Linked DNA regions of Mus musculus: all the other regions are linked to region 1. Evidence: chromatin contacts called from public Hi-C, Micro-C and promoter capture Hi-C data. All regions are on one chromosome and are shown on one strand. Each heading gives the region's core, a stretch centred on a gene start, on an enhancer-like site or on the middle of the called end of the contact. The rest is flanking DNA. Distances are from core to core; before and after follow the strand shown.

Region 1 (3,024 bases), core at 342-2,841:
ACCAGTTTAGCACACTGGGTACCACCACTAAGGCTGGCTGCTGAAACTCCCTTTGAGTGTGCCATGTGGGCTGTGGGCTCTCCCCTGAGGGTAAGATTTCCCATCACCATCATCATTACATAGGTACGCACAGGACAGAAAAGGCTGTTATCCAGAAAGCTTGTTTCTCTCTAAGCCTACAAAATGACTTTGAGTTGGATTTTGTTTTGGTTTTGTTTTTGGTTTTTTTGTTGTTATTTTTCTTGTTGCTACCCTAACTTGGATATCTCTCCTCTTTAAATGGAGTTTAAAAAAAAAATCTTACCTTTCCTTCGTACTTCCCGCCCCCCAAAATAAATGCTGTACCGGTTCTGGCAGAAGAACAAACCGAAATTAGAGAGCAGCCAGGCCAAGATGATCTCCATAGGTCCCGCCAGCTCTGCCCTGATTCTCTCTTTAATTACTCCCCAAACAGGCACATTCTTCACATTGCTGCAAACTGACCAGCGACTTCTAACACACTCTCACTCTCTCTCTCTCTTTCCTTCATAACCGCCCCCCCCCCCGGCAGCTGAAGGTGTGTTTTAGACCAAAGAATCCAAAGTTCTCAATGGCACCAGTACCCCCAAGTATTAACAAGGTAGGAACTAACCCAAAAGCAGGAGGAGGAGGAGGAGGAGGAGGTCGGGAAGGAAAAGCAAGAGGAGATAGGAGGAAGAACGTACTCTGGTGCCCAGCAGACTCTAAGCCACTCTCTCCCCAGGTAGGTTCCTCCTGGAGTCTAGGAGTTCAAGTGCATCCAAGCCTGCCCTTCCCCCACACGCCCCAAGAGAATGGGAAGTTCAGCCAAGACTCACTCGCAGCACCTGCCTCCAGCGCTAGGCCGGCTGCGAGCGGCGCGGCGGGGGAGGGAGGCTGCACTCACCTGGCACACAAAGCCTCCGTACACCTCAGGAGGAAGGAGGCACTCGGAGGTCCGGGGGCCACCACGCCGGGCAGCGCGACAACGGGAGATTCCAGTGGCAGCGGAGCCCCGAACTTACCCACCCCAGGCGGCATTCTCCCCACCTCCCGCTGCCCCCCGGGCTCGGCGGTGGCGCAGGCTAGGAGCGAGGGGCCTGGCGGCAGGGGCGGGGCGCGCATGGTGGCGGCCCGGGGCTGGCGATCTGCGGGCTGCCCCGGGGAGGGAGGTCCCCCAGGCGCGGCGGGGATTCACCCACGGGGCGCGGCGCTGCGTCCCGGTCCCCGTCCCGGCCTGCCCGCCTCTCTCCTCCTCCTGCGCCGCCCGCTCGCCCGCCCGCCCGCCCGGAATCGCTTTATGTAAATGAAGCTCAACTCGCAGTTTGCAGCGCGCACCGCCCGAGGAAGGGGGGCGGGCGGGGCGGGGGGCCTTCGGGGATCCACATTACACAGCAACAAAGCGGAAGGTTAATTTGAAACTCACAGCCCCGCAGCCTCTCGGCTCCCCGGGCAAAGCCTGACATCTACAGTCGCGCTGGGCGCAGGCCGGGCTGCTCGCGGTGGCCGCGCCCGCGCGCCTGCGGGGACCTGGGGACATAGACGCACAAACACACAGGAGCAGGGCCGGAGCTGCCGGGCCCGGGCTCCCAGCACCAGCCTTGGAGGCGGCCTGGGCCGCACTCGCCTGGGGACAGGAGCCTTGGCTGCCCTGGCCTGCACCAACCCAGGAACCGGCCCGGCAGGAACAAAGCCGCGTCCCCGCGAGGCACTGACCGCACCGCTCATCAAAAGTCAAAGGCCGGCCTGGAAGAAACGGACGCGCCTTCGGCCACCCCCAGTCTCTCCCCCAAAAGAGAAGAACAAGCAGTCGGGGCCTCCGAACCCTGATCCATCAGTCTCTGGGCCCTGTCCACGTCAGAGCCAGGCCACTCTAACATGGGGACTTTAGCCAATGTGGACAGGAATTTATTTGAAACACACACCCATCCTATTAACTGCTTCACAGAGCACTTCTGTTTTTCAGCTGCAGAAACTTACGAAAACATCCCCTACTCACTCACTCTCCATTGAGAGTTTAAGGACAGTTTCTAAGGAGAGGGGGAGAAGAGGAGAGCAAGAAACGACTAGAAAAGGCCAAGCAGCCTGGAACCACCCGCTGTCAGGATCAGGAGACTGCCCTTAGGAGCCACAGAGCATTTCAGACAGGGCAAGAAAGGTGGCCCGGCTCAAGACGATTCTACCACCAGGATCAAACCCAACGGGGCTACCTCGGCTGGTCACAGCGACAGCTGGGCACTTCTAGGTCTCCCAAGGTTCACCTTTGGCGTTCTGTTATGCAAAGGCAGGCCCCCTTGAAATCTCACCGGAAGGCTCCAGTCCTCTCAGACAGAATTCCACCCTCCTCCTAAATCTAGTCTTCATTCCCAGCATAGAAAGACACCTGCTTTTTCTCTTTCTGAAAACCAGCCACCCAGGCTGCCCCCGGCAGCCGCGAGTCTTTTCCTACTGCACAATAATGAACCATGCAAGTGTTAGAAATATAATAAGCTCACCCGGCGAAGAGCAGAATGTATGGAATCGTATTTGCATTAAACACACACTAACAGGGAGGAAAGGGGGAGGCTTGCTTGGTGAAAACTACAGGGCCCCAATGTAGGAAGCATTTTGGTACAATAGAATTCGGTTTCAAATCGATGTAAATACCTAACCTGTTGGGCGCAGTCTGTTACCCTGTCTATATTTTAGCACAAGAAAAAAAAAAAAGATTGCAATCGCCGTCTCCCTTCCCCCACCCCAAGCTAGGACCTTGGGAGAAAAGAGCTGCCTCTGGGGAATCATGTCTGATTAGGGACAAAGGAGGGCAGAGGCCAAATTTAGTCAAACTTGGGGAAGGGGGAGAGCAGGTCTGGGGGGGTTGGGGGAGGATGGGTTTTTGAGCCAGAGTATGGCCTCCATAGACCTGCTTCAGGCTGCCTGACCTCGGGCTCAAGAACAGGTGGTGTTTTCAAAACACACTGTTATTTATGTTAGCCACACGAGTCAGGAACACCTTAAAGAAAACCAATTAATAATTTAATTGAAAAA
Region 2 (3,024 bases), core at 152-2,651, 1.3 Mb after region 1:
AACATACACACAAATAAAAATACATCTTTTATTTTAAGTCAATTCTCTTAGCTTGTTATCTATAAAGTGTGAATGACTTCTCGAGACTGCTACAAAAATTAACTTTTAAATGCTTATAATATACCCCCCAAGTCTTCAACTCCTAATATATTAATGCAAAGTGCTTTTTCCCCCCTAGCGACCTGTGATTCTGGCTCCTGTCAATGTCCCATTTGAACCCTGACCTTCGTTGCATTCATAAACTTTGCTTCACTTCTGCAAACCTTAGCAAAAGTGAAGGGAAAAGAGGGTGGCCTGTTTGTTTATTTAGGCTGGCTTGGAACTTGGAGCCATCTTCAGGCCTAGGCCTAGAGGATGAAGAATCTTAAGATGGGTATTTTTAACCTCAAAAACTACGATCTAGGTCACAGTTCTAAGGAACACAAGAGAAACTTCTCAGTCACCCCACCTAGTCACAGCTGGTCAAGATAAGCAGTCACATGGTAAAGGAAGCTGCATAATTTAAGCTTGAGAGGTCTCAAATCGGTATGGGCAGACTTTCAACTGTCCATGACTTCAGCAGTCAATGCGTTGCTGAGGTAACGCCGGCCCAGGTCGCCAACAACAGTGTAGGTTAAAAGTCTTGTTATGATCACAGCAAAGCACCTACACGTCTTTTTTTTTTTTTTTTTTTTTTTTTTTTTGGTGGCCTCCAAGATGACCCGATCCGGGAGCATCTCAAAGAAAGACGATCTGATGGGCAAGGTTCCCAACAAGTGGAAACCCTACCCAAACAGGGCAAAGTGGGTGTGACCAGAGTCAGACGATCAAGACTCAGGGATCCCTCCTGAAGTTTAAAGAACTGAACAGAACCGGTATCAAAGTCCCGGATCGCCATCCTTTTTAAAGAGGACGGAAGGAAAAAAGACTCTTGGAATGGGGTCCAGGCCGCATCGTCCAGATTTTTTTCTCCCTGTCCCTACAAGCCAGACGCCCACTCCCAGGCAGCCCCTTCCAGGGAGCAAATGAGTCTTCCCCGGCTGAGGTCGGGCCCCCTTCCCAGACAGACACGGCTCCTCCGCACCGCAGGCACCCGGGGCTGGGGGTCTCCTTCCGGAAGCGCCACCAGCGGGCGACTCCCGCCGGGCCCCGCGCCCACCCCGCCCGGGCGCGAGCCGGGACATCCCTCCTCGGAGGCCGGAACCGCGCGCCAGGCCCCTCCCACAGGAAGCCGCCGCCCCCCGGCGCCCGCCCCGCGCCGCCCCCGGCCCCTCGCGCCGCCCGCCGCCCCCTGGCTGCCCCGCGCCGCCCGCTCGCTGCCGAGCCCCCCAGTGCCCCCGCGCCACCTACCTGCCGCGGCCACACCAGCGGCGCCTAACTCCGCTCCACTTCCGCCTTCCAGCGCCCGCACTCGGGCCGGGTCACGTGGGCGTGCGCGGTCACCTGACCCGGAAGAGGCTGGCCGGGGCGCGCAGGTGCGGACCACCTAGGACCCGGGCGGCGAGCGTTTGACCCGCTCAGGGCCGGGATTGCAAGGATCACCCGGGCTGTGCCCGAGCAAACGTATAAAATAAGGGCTCACCGGGCCCCGGGGTCTTTATGTATGCCTTTGGAAGCAAGTACAGTTGTTTTCCCGCCATGGTACAGGTGGGAGAAGACCATCCGATCAGTTAAGTCAAGTCTTGAAGGAGTTGCTGGATAAAAAACAGTACGCTCCCCCCCTCCAAACTTGAGTGTCAGATAAACCGTGTAACTCTAAGCATGTCCCCAAATTTGCAAAGGATGTTTTGGTACCACAGATGTATACTGATCAAACTTGAGCATCCCATGTAATGTCGTTAGCTTGTGCCAACTCTGTAAGGCCTTGTTCTCAGTTCTAGAAGTATAAATGCCCTGGCCTTTGTAAGGCATCTGTTGTTCCAAGAAGCAAAACTGGAAAGAGGGACGGGAGTGGAGCATGGGACATGACACACGACAACCTGACACCCTTTCAAAACTTCCGGAGTCCCTACGTGTCTTCCCCATGGGGAACCAACTCCCATCCCCCCCCCCCCGCTCCCCTCCCCTACGGAGTAAACTGAACATTATGAATTAACAAACAGGGAATCTATGTAAGTAACCCTGGCTGACCTGGAACCCAGCGCTGTCCTTGGCCACCTGATTCCTGGCATTGTAGACATACCTCACCGTAGCCTGGACAACAGAAACTTTCTGGGTTTTGCAAGATTGACAGTTGAACGTGACTAGTCCAGGGCGTCCCAACTGACCTATGTTCCCAGCCATTTTGCTTCCTTTCTGGTTTTTATTTGGAACAGGGTCTTATTTTAAATGCTCCAACTGGCCAAGAACTTTTAATTCCATTGCCTTAGCTTCTGAGTAGTTAGGATTACCAGTTTATACCATTGGGGTGGAGGGTTAGGGGTGAGAGAGGAGACAGGTGGGGCAAGATTTTATGTAACCTAGGCTGGCATCCACCACCGAGTTAATTGTTCTGATTACCTGGATTTTTGTTGGGTTTTTGTTAACTGAAATATTACATTTTCATTTGTATTTTATTACATAGATGTTTCTCTTGAAGTGTATCTGTGTACCACCTGTGTGTCCGGTGTCTTTGCTGTGGGGTATCTACCAAGAGAAAGTCTTTATTAGCCACCCTGTGACTACACTGGGTGTTCAGGATCCCTGTGTAGTATCAAGCCTTTCTCGGGGCGAGGTTTTAAGCGCAAAATTCGCGTCCTGGGTCGACATGCTCCAGTTAGCAGAAACAGCAACAGAACTACAGAAGCCAAAAGGCGAGATGAATGCATCTAGAGACTTTCCCAGAACTGGGGACTTTGGTGGATTATGTCTCTGTTTTCTTTCTTTCTCTCTTTCTTTCTTTAAGATTTTATTTATTTATTATTATAAGTACACTGTAGCTGTCTTCAGACACACCAGAAGAGGGCGCCAGATTCCATTATGGGTGGTTGTGAGCCACCATGTGGTTGCTAGAATTTGAACTCAGGACCTTCGGAAGAACAGTCAGTGCTCTTACCCGCTGAGCCA
Region 3 (3,024 bases), core at 172-2,671, 1.1 Mb after region 1:
TCTCATGCCCAATGCTGATTTCTTGAACCATCCCCTGCACCAGCACCACCACACACACACACACACACACACACACACACACACACACACACACACCCGTTTTTAGGAAGAGACAGCCCATGTACACAAATAAAAAAATGCTTGTTTTAAAGCTATGATATGCTTACAGACGGGAGACTGGCATGGCTGTCCTCTAAGAGGCCCTACCAGCAGTTGACTTAGACAGACAGATACTTACACCCAAGCATTGAATTGAAATTGGGGACCCCTATAAAAACTAAATTAAATTGAATAAATAAAAATGCTTGCTTTAATTAATTAATTTTAATTAATTTAGCCATGGTGTTTTGGGTTGGTGGCCTTTCTCCCCAAATCTTTGGGATTAACAAAACCTGAATGTTGTTGCACTCATTATGTCACAGTGAGCATTAAGGAAAATTCCCAGAAATAAAAACTATAGATAAAGTATCCAGTCATACACCCAAAGTGTGCCCTTGGTGTTAGAGACCGAGAGCATCTCTAAACCACGTGTGGTCGCATATGCTGTCACCCTTGTACTTAGGAGGAGGTAGAGACAGGGGACCACCCTGGACTATACAACAATTTCCATGCTAGTCAATGTCATAGAAGGCCCAACTTCAAAAGCAATGAAATAAAACATTAAAAATAAATAAATAAAAACCAGGTGTGATGGCATATGACTTTAACTCCAGCACTCAGGGAACAGAGGCAGGTAGAGGCCAGTCAGGTCTACAACGTGAGTTCCAGGACAGCCAGGGCTGTTACATAAAGAAACACCGTCTCAAAAAAAAAAAAAAAAAAAAAAAAAGAAGCAAAACAAAACAAAAACCAAAACCCAAAAACAAACAAACAAACAAATGAAACTCCTCTGGGAAATTTTGAAACAGTGCTGACTTAAAGTGTTAAGTGAAAGTTAAGGGCTGGTGAGATGGCTCAGTGGGTAGGAGCACCTGACTGCTCTTCCGAAGGTCCAGAGTTCGGATCCCAGCAACCACATGGTGGCTCACAACCATCCGTAGCGAGATCTGACTCCCTCTTCTGGTGTGTCTGAAGACAGCTACAGTGTACTTACATATAATAGATAAGTAAATCTTTGAAAAAAAAAAAAGAAAGTTAAATATATGTCGTTAATTATTTGATTAGTAGAAGTACACGCTGTTACTACTTATGTTTATCTGCCTTTTTCTACAACCTTCCAAGGAGGAGAAATGGTGAGCTGGCAAACAACTGAGGAAAAACAAAAACGAAAACAAAAACAAAAACAAAAACCTAGGGAAAGGCTCAATGCCAAGCTTCGTCAATAGCCTAAGTCCCACAGAAGGCAAGGCGGTTCTTTCCCTTTCTCAAGATGGCGCCCCTGGCGACAGGGCGGGCACGAGCGCAAAGCGCTCTGGGAGCGGAAGTCGACTGTGCAGCGGCGGTCAAACCGGAAGGGGAGGTGCTGGGGCCTGGAGGAGCGGCCTGTGTCGCTGCGGTTGCTGGTGTTTGCGGGTTGCAGGGAGCCGGGCCGGTGGTCGGGCTGTGTCGCGATGCCGGAGCTGGCGGTGCAGAAGGTGGTGGTTCACCCCCTGGTGCTGCTCAGTGTGGTGGATCATTTCAACCGGTGAGCGGGTGGCGCGTGGCGGCCACACGGCGCAGGGCTGCTGAGTCACGGGCGCGCCGGGCACAAACGCGGCGGCCGGGGACACGGGTTGGGACAAGCGACCCCAGCGGCTCCACACCGCGGTGCTCGGTACCCATTGACAGCCTCGCACCCCCACCGAGGCCGCCACTCCTGAGTCTGGCCCGCCTGGCGAGGCCCCGGAGCCGGAACGATGCTACCCGCCGAGGCCGCGCCTTTTCCCAGAACGGCTGGGCGCCGTTTAAGACCGAGCTTCAGTCTCGTGTGCCCGTGCCTGTAAAAGCTGTCACTGAAACCCCGGTCTCGGAGTCCCCGATGAACGATTTTCTGGATGAGGCAGGGATCATAGCCAAGTTTCGATTTGGGATTCTGGTCGAATGGTACCTTTAAAATGGGAATGAATAAGGTGTCGGCTTGTTCCTCTAAAAACGAGGCAGGTGCAGATTGGGGCCAGCCTACAGTTCCCTTGGGTAGCTCACTGCCACCCTTGCCTGCTCCAGCCGTTCATCCGGCCAGACCTGTTGCACGTGTTCGGAAGTTTTACAAGATAATTAGTGTGAGGAGTTAACAAATATGAAGGTCCAGTAGGGAGTCTACTTGCAGTCAAGTCGGCGCTAGTGCCTGGTCTGAAGCAGGCTTTGTGCAGCTAACTCAACCAGAGCCAAAAAAAAAAAAAAAAAAAAAAAACCTCAAGACGGAGCCTTTTGAGTCTGAATTCAGTTGTATTGTTCGGAATGCCTGGGATACTAGGGGCCCTGATGGGGTGAACACTGTTTAAGCTTTATTTTAACAATTGGTAAGAATGGGGGGGGGGGGTGCAGACACTGTTGGTAGTTGTATCAAGGAACAGATGGAGGGGCTTTAAAGACTCGTGGATGAAGTTTCCTTTGGCATGTGGAAACTCGTTGTTTGAAGTAGTTTTAGTGGGTTAGAGAGGTGTAATGTTACTTTCACTGTGGCTTGTGTGTTTCCTTAGCATAGAATTAAGTTGTTTCCAAATATGCAGTTTGTTAGTGGCTAAAGAAAACAATTCTTGCTGGGCGTGATGGCGCATGCCTTTAATCCCAGCACCCCGGAGGCAGAGGCAGGCGGATTTCTGAGTTCGAGGCCAGCCTGGTCTACAAAGTGAGTTCCAGGACAGCCAAGACTACACAGAGAAACCCTGTCTCGGAAAAAAAAAAAAACAAAAACAAAACAAACAAACAAAAAAAAACAAAACTGGTACTTCTCTTAGATCTTCATCCCTGGAGAGATTTCAGTGTAGCGAGGAGGGGAAAGAGTTTAAAGGATAAAGCTGAGAAAAAGAAAAACAAGCATGACTTTTTCTCCAAGGGAGTATCTGGAATCTTTAGAAAGTATCCTTCCAATGCGGGTTGGGGTGT
Region 4 (3,024 bases), core at 258-2,757, 1.0 Mb after region 1:
ACCTTGACCCAGTGAGATTTGAAGCAACAGTGTCCCAGCTTTTACTATGTCTTTTTTTTTAATCAATGATGCCCCAAATTTCAACGTATTTTTAAAATCTCTTTTTTTAAAATGTCTAGCTTGTATAAATGGCATAAAATACATGTACTATCATAGCAGTACAGGTAGCTTACTAAATTCGGGAATACAACCATGAGGTGAATGGTTTGTTTTAGTCTGCTGAGCAGGCGCAGTAGTGTACGCCTATAATCCCCAGGATGAGGAGCTGAGGCAGGGAATTATAACATGAAGAAAGGCTAGCCTGGTCTACATGGTGAAACACTGCTTCAAGAAAACAAGCAAAAAAGGAAAACTTAATGACTGGTCTGTGGTCAACAAACTGCAGAGACACTGACCCCAGAGTACTAGTGTGGGGGCCTAGAATGGCCATTTTTACAGCCATCCAAAGGACCCTGGTAGACATTTTACCTAGACAAATTCATTTTACTCTTTATAACACTTCCACATTTAGGCTTCGGTGAGACGGCTCAGCCGTAAAAGTGCTTGCTAAGCCACCCTGACAACTGGGAGTTCTGGAACCCACAGTGGAAGGAGAAAATCCACAAGGTGTCCTCTGACCAGCACACACACACAATAAATAAATAAGCAAACAAACAAACAAATAAATATCACAAAGGCTAGTAGTACTCTAGCCTACACACACACTGTCTGTAGTTTCACTTATCATGGGTAACAACAGTCCAGAAATATTTACAGAAATTTGCATAACTATGGTCTAATCTTAAATTGTCATCCTGAGTGATGACCTCTGCCACTAGTCCATCCTGGCCCTTCGAAGACGTGAATTTTCCATTGGTACCCAGTCTGAGCGCGTGGCTCTCCTCGGCAACTTAAAAACAGAGAGCGCATCCACGTGACTTGCTACAGCATATTATTCCAATCATTTTATTATATTATATACTATCACTAATCTCTTACCATGTTTAACTTATAAACATGATTTTCTTTTAGGTATATATGTCCAGGACAGAAAAATATACAGCGTTGGGTACGCTGTCCTTGTAGGCAACCACTGGAGAGAGTCGGGGACACAAATGGGAGATGACTATTACAGCAGCCAACTCTGAAGATGAAAGGCCATGAGGCACGGGTGCTTCGTCATTTCCCAGGCTCAAACAGCTTAGGAAGTTTAAGAGGCAGAATTGGAATCCCATTTGGCACCTAATCAGTGACATAATCTCACTAAGTTAGAAAAACACAATTGACCCCAAACCCAAGGTAAACAGAAAGAATTAGAGAACATGTGCGCGCGTGTAGAATTGGGGGGGGGGGGGGGGTTGCCTGTGTGTGTCTGTTTGTGTGTCTGAGTCTCAGGGGTTGCGCCCCGAGAGCCACAACCCTTGTCTTTTGTAAGTTTGTGTTTTTGAGACGCGGTCTCCCGAGAACGGGCTGATTCAGCTAACATAGCCAGCAAGCTCCAGTGATCCTCATGTCTTGCCTCCCCAACGCTAAGATTCCAAGCTTTTACCAGGTGTCCAACATCAAACTCAGGTTCTCATCTGAGCAGCAAGCACTTTGCCAATTAGAGACAACTTCCAGGTAGAGCCTCCAGGGGGCGCTCCATTGGCTGCATCAACCCCCAACAAGCTAGCAGAACAAAATCCCTCTTCTCTTTCACGGGAGTCACCTTTTTCTGGCATCTTGAGGCGAGACACTTCTCAAAAGTCAAAGGTAGAAAATAAGACGCAAAAAAATCGCATCAATAAAGTATCATCAGCCAGAACCGCTCGCTGCCCGTTTTCCTTTGAACGCAGCCTTTGACCGTATGGAACTCATTTTCACCATCTGCCACTCCGTGTTTCTGCCTCCTTTATAGTAGTTCCTTCTCCAAACACTCGGTAGCTTCCTCTCTTCACATTTGTAAATGCTGTTGACTGTGGATAGGATCCATGTTTACTTTCTACTCGAAACCCCATAGGAAAGCTTGTTTTAATCAACCGCAGATGCTTCAGGTCCGCTCTGCTTAGCTTGGCCCAGAACTTCAGAGGGAAATAAAAGAAAAATCTTTATTTTATATTTCAATTGTAGATTGCTACAGACTAAATACAGCGCCAAACTGTTATTGGAAACAACACAGCCACTGGAATAACGATAGCCAACATCGCGTTTTTACAATTATAATTTTTTCTGGCATTTGTTTAACCCAAGATGGTTCCTGTATTTTATAAAAGGGTTTTTTTTTTCCTTCCCCAACTACTCCGAATGAACCTTTATGGAAGCTGTAGAAGTTAGTAATTTATTTTTAATACATTCTTGTACATTTGAAAAAAATTGAAATTATAGCACAATACATAGTCATTAGTTTTTTATGGTATCCTTTTGAATTCCTTCAAAAACACTCATTAGCCAGCCCTAGCATCCAGTGACTTTGCTTGTAGGGTTTGACTTGGGACATGTAGTTCATAATGAAGAAAAACATTTTTCTCAAAAGTGACACCAGAACTGGGTCTGGAGAGATGGCTCGGAGGTTAAGAACACTGACTGTTCTTCCAGAGGTCCTTGGTTCAATTCCCAGCACCCATGTGGCACCTCACAACTGTCAGTAACTCTTGTGCCAAGGGATCTGACACCTTCGAAATGCAATAAAAAAAATTTTAAGTGGCCCCAGAATGAGTACAACTAATTCCAGGGAGGACCTAGTGTGGCTCTCTGTAGCTCCAGGGAGGACCTGGTGTGGCTCTCTGTAGCTCCAGGGAGGACCTAGTGTAGCTCTCTGTAGCTCCAGGGAGGACCTGGTGTGGCTCTCTTTCTGTAACTATTTCATTATACATGTCATGTCTGTAACCACACACTTTCCTACCCACTCCCAAGTTCCCCAAAATAACAACTCTGAGACTTCTTATATACGAATATATGCCTAGTCCAATAGCTTTGGCTCATTTCCACTAGCTCATAAGTCAGTTATCCTGTTTAAACCAGTCTAAGATATGCCATGTGGCTAGTCACCTCTCCTTTGGTTTCACG

The links. Promoter capture Hi-C pulls out the DNA fragments that hold promoters and counts their contacts. Hi-C and Micro-C count contacts between places; a contact is called where the count stands out from the background.
Region 2: a Micro-C map of the HL-1 cell line shows a contact between it and region 1, with 1.9 times the contacts expected there. The contact joins the promoter of Wwp2 here to the promoter of Zfhx3 in region 1. A contact is called at or near these places in 1 of 39 promoter capture datasets (the 3T3-L1 cell line), 2 of 484 Hi-C or Micro-C datasets (the HL-1 cell line and bone marrow-derived macrophages) and 4 of 115 datasets of contacts at active chromatin or transcription factors (embryonic forebrain, embryonic stem cells and extraembryonic endoderm stem cells).
Region 3: a Hi-C map of reprogramming fibroblasts shows a contact between it and region 1, with 6 times the contacts expected there. The contact joins the promoter of Psmd7 here to the promoter of Zfhx3 in region 1. A contact is called at or near these places in 12 of 39 promoter capture datasets (the 3T3-L1 cell line, cranial neural crest, embryonic stem cells and 7 more), 7 of 484 Hi-C or Micro-C datasets (the HL-1 cell line, adipose-derived mesenchymal stem cells, cranial neural crest and 4 more) and 15 of 115 datasets of contacts at active chromatin or transcription factors (the NIH/3T3 cell line, differentiating embryonic stem cells, embryonic brain and 7 more).
Region 4: a promoter capture Hi-C map of cranial neural crest shows a contact between it and region 1. The contact joins the enhancer-like site here to the promoter of Zfhx3 in region 1. A contact is called at or near these places in 2 of 39 promoter capture datasets (cranial neural crest and liver), 4 of 115 datasets of contacts at active chromatin or transcription factors (embryonic forebrain, embryonic midbrain, forebrain and 1 more) and 1 of 9 other capture datasets (embryonic stem cells).

Annotation. Positions count from the first base shown.
Region 1 is chr8:108,713,211-108,716,234 of GRCm38.p6, reverse strand. It overlaps Zfhx3 (zinc finger homeobox 3), which reads right to left and starts at 1,591. Exons shown (of 10, transcript NM_007496.2): 1 at 905-1,591.
Region 2 is chr8:107,434,747-107,437,770 of GRCm38.p6, reverse strand. Wwp2 (WW domain containing E3 ubiquitin protein ligase 2) reads right to left here and starts at 1,401. Exons shown (of 24, transcript NM_025830.4): 1 at 1,330-1,401.
Region 3 is chr8:107,586,879-107,589,902 of GRCm38.p6, reverse strand. It overlaps Psmd7 (proteasome (prosome, macropain) 26S subunit, non-ATPase, 7), which reads left to right and starts at 1,421. Exons shown (of 7, transcript NM_010817.2): 1 at 1,421-1,624. The coding sequence starts at 1,551.
Region 4 is chr8:107,683,939-107,686,962 of GRCm38.p6, reverse strand. No RefSeq gene overlaps it. Among named protein-coding and RNA genes, the nearest start is that of Gm42040, 94 kb to the left of the region's middle. Within about 2 kb of position 1,507, at least 16 of the 459 cell types and tissues checked have an H3K27ac peak or open chromatin away from gene starts, as enhancers often do.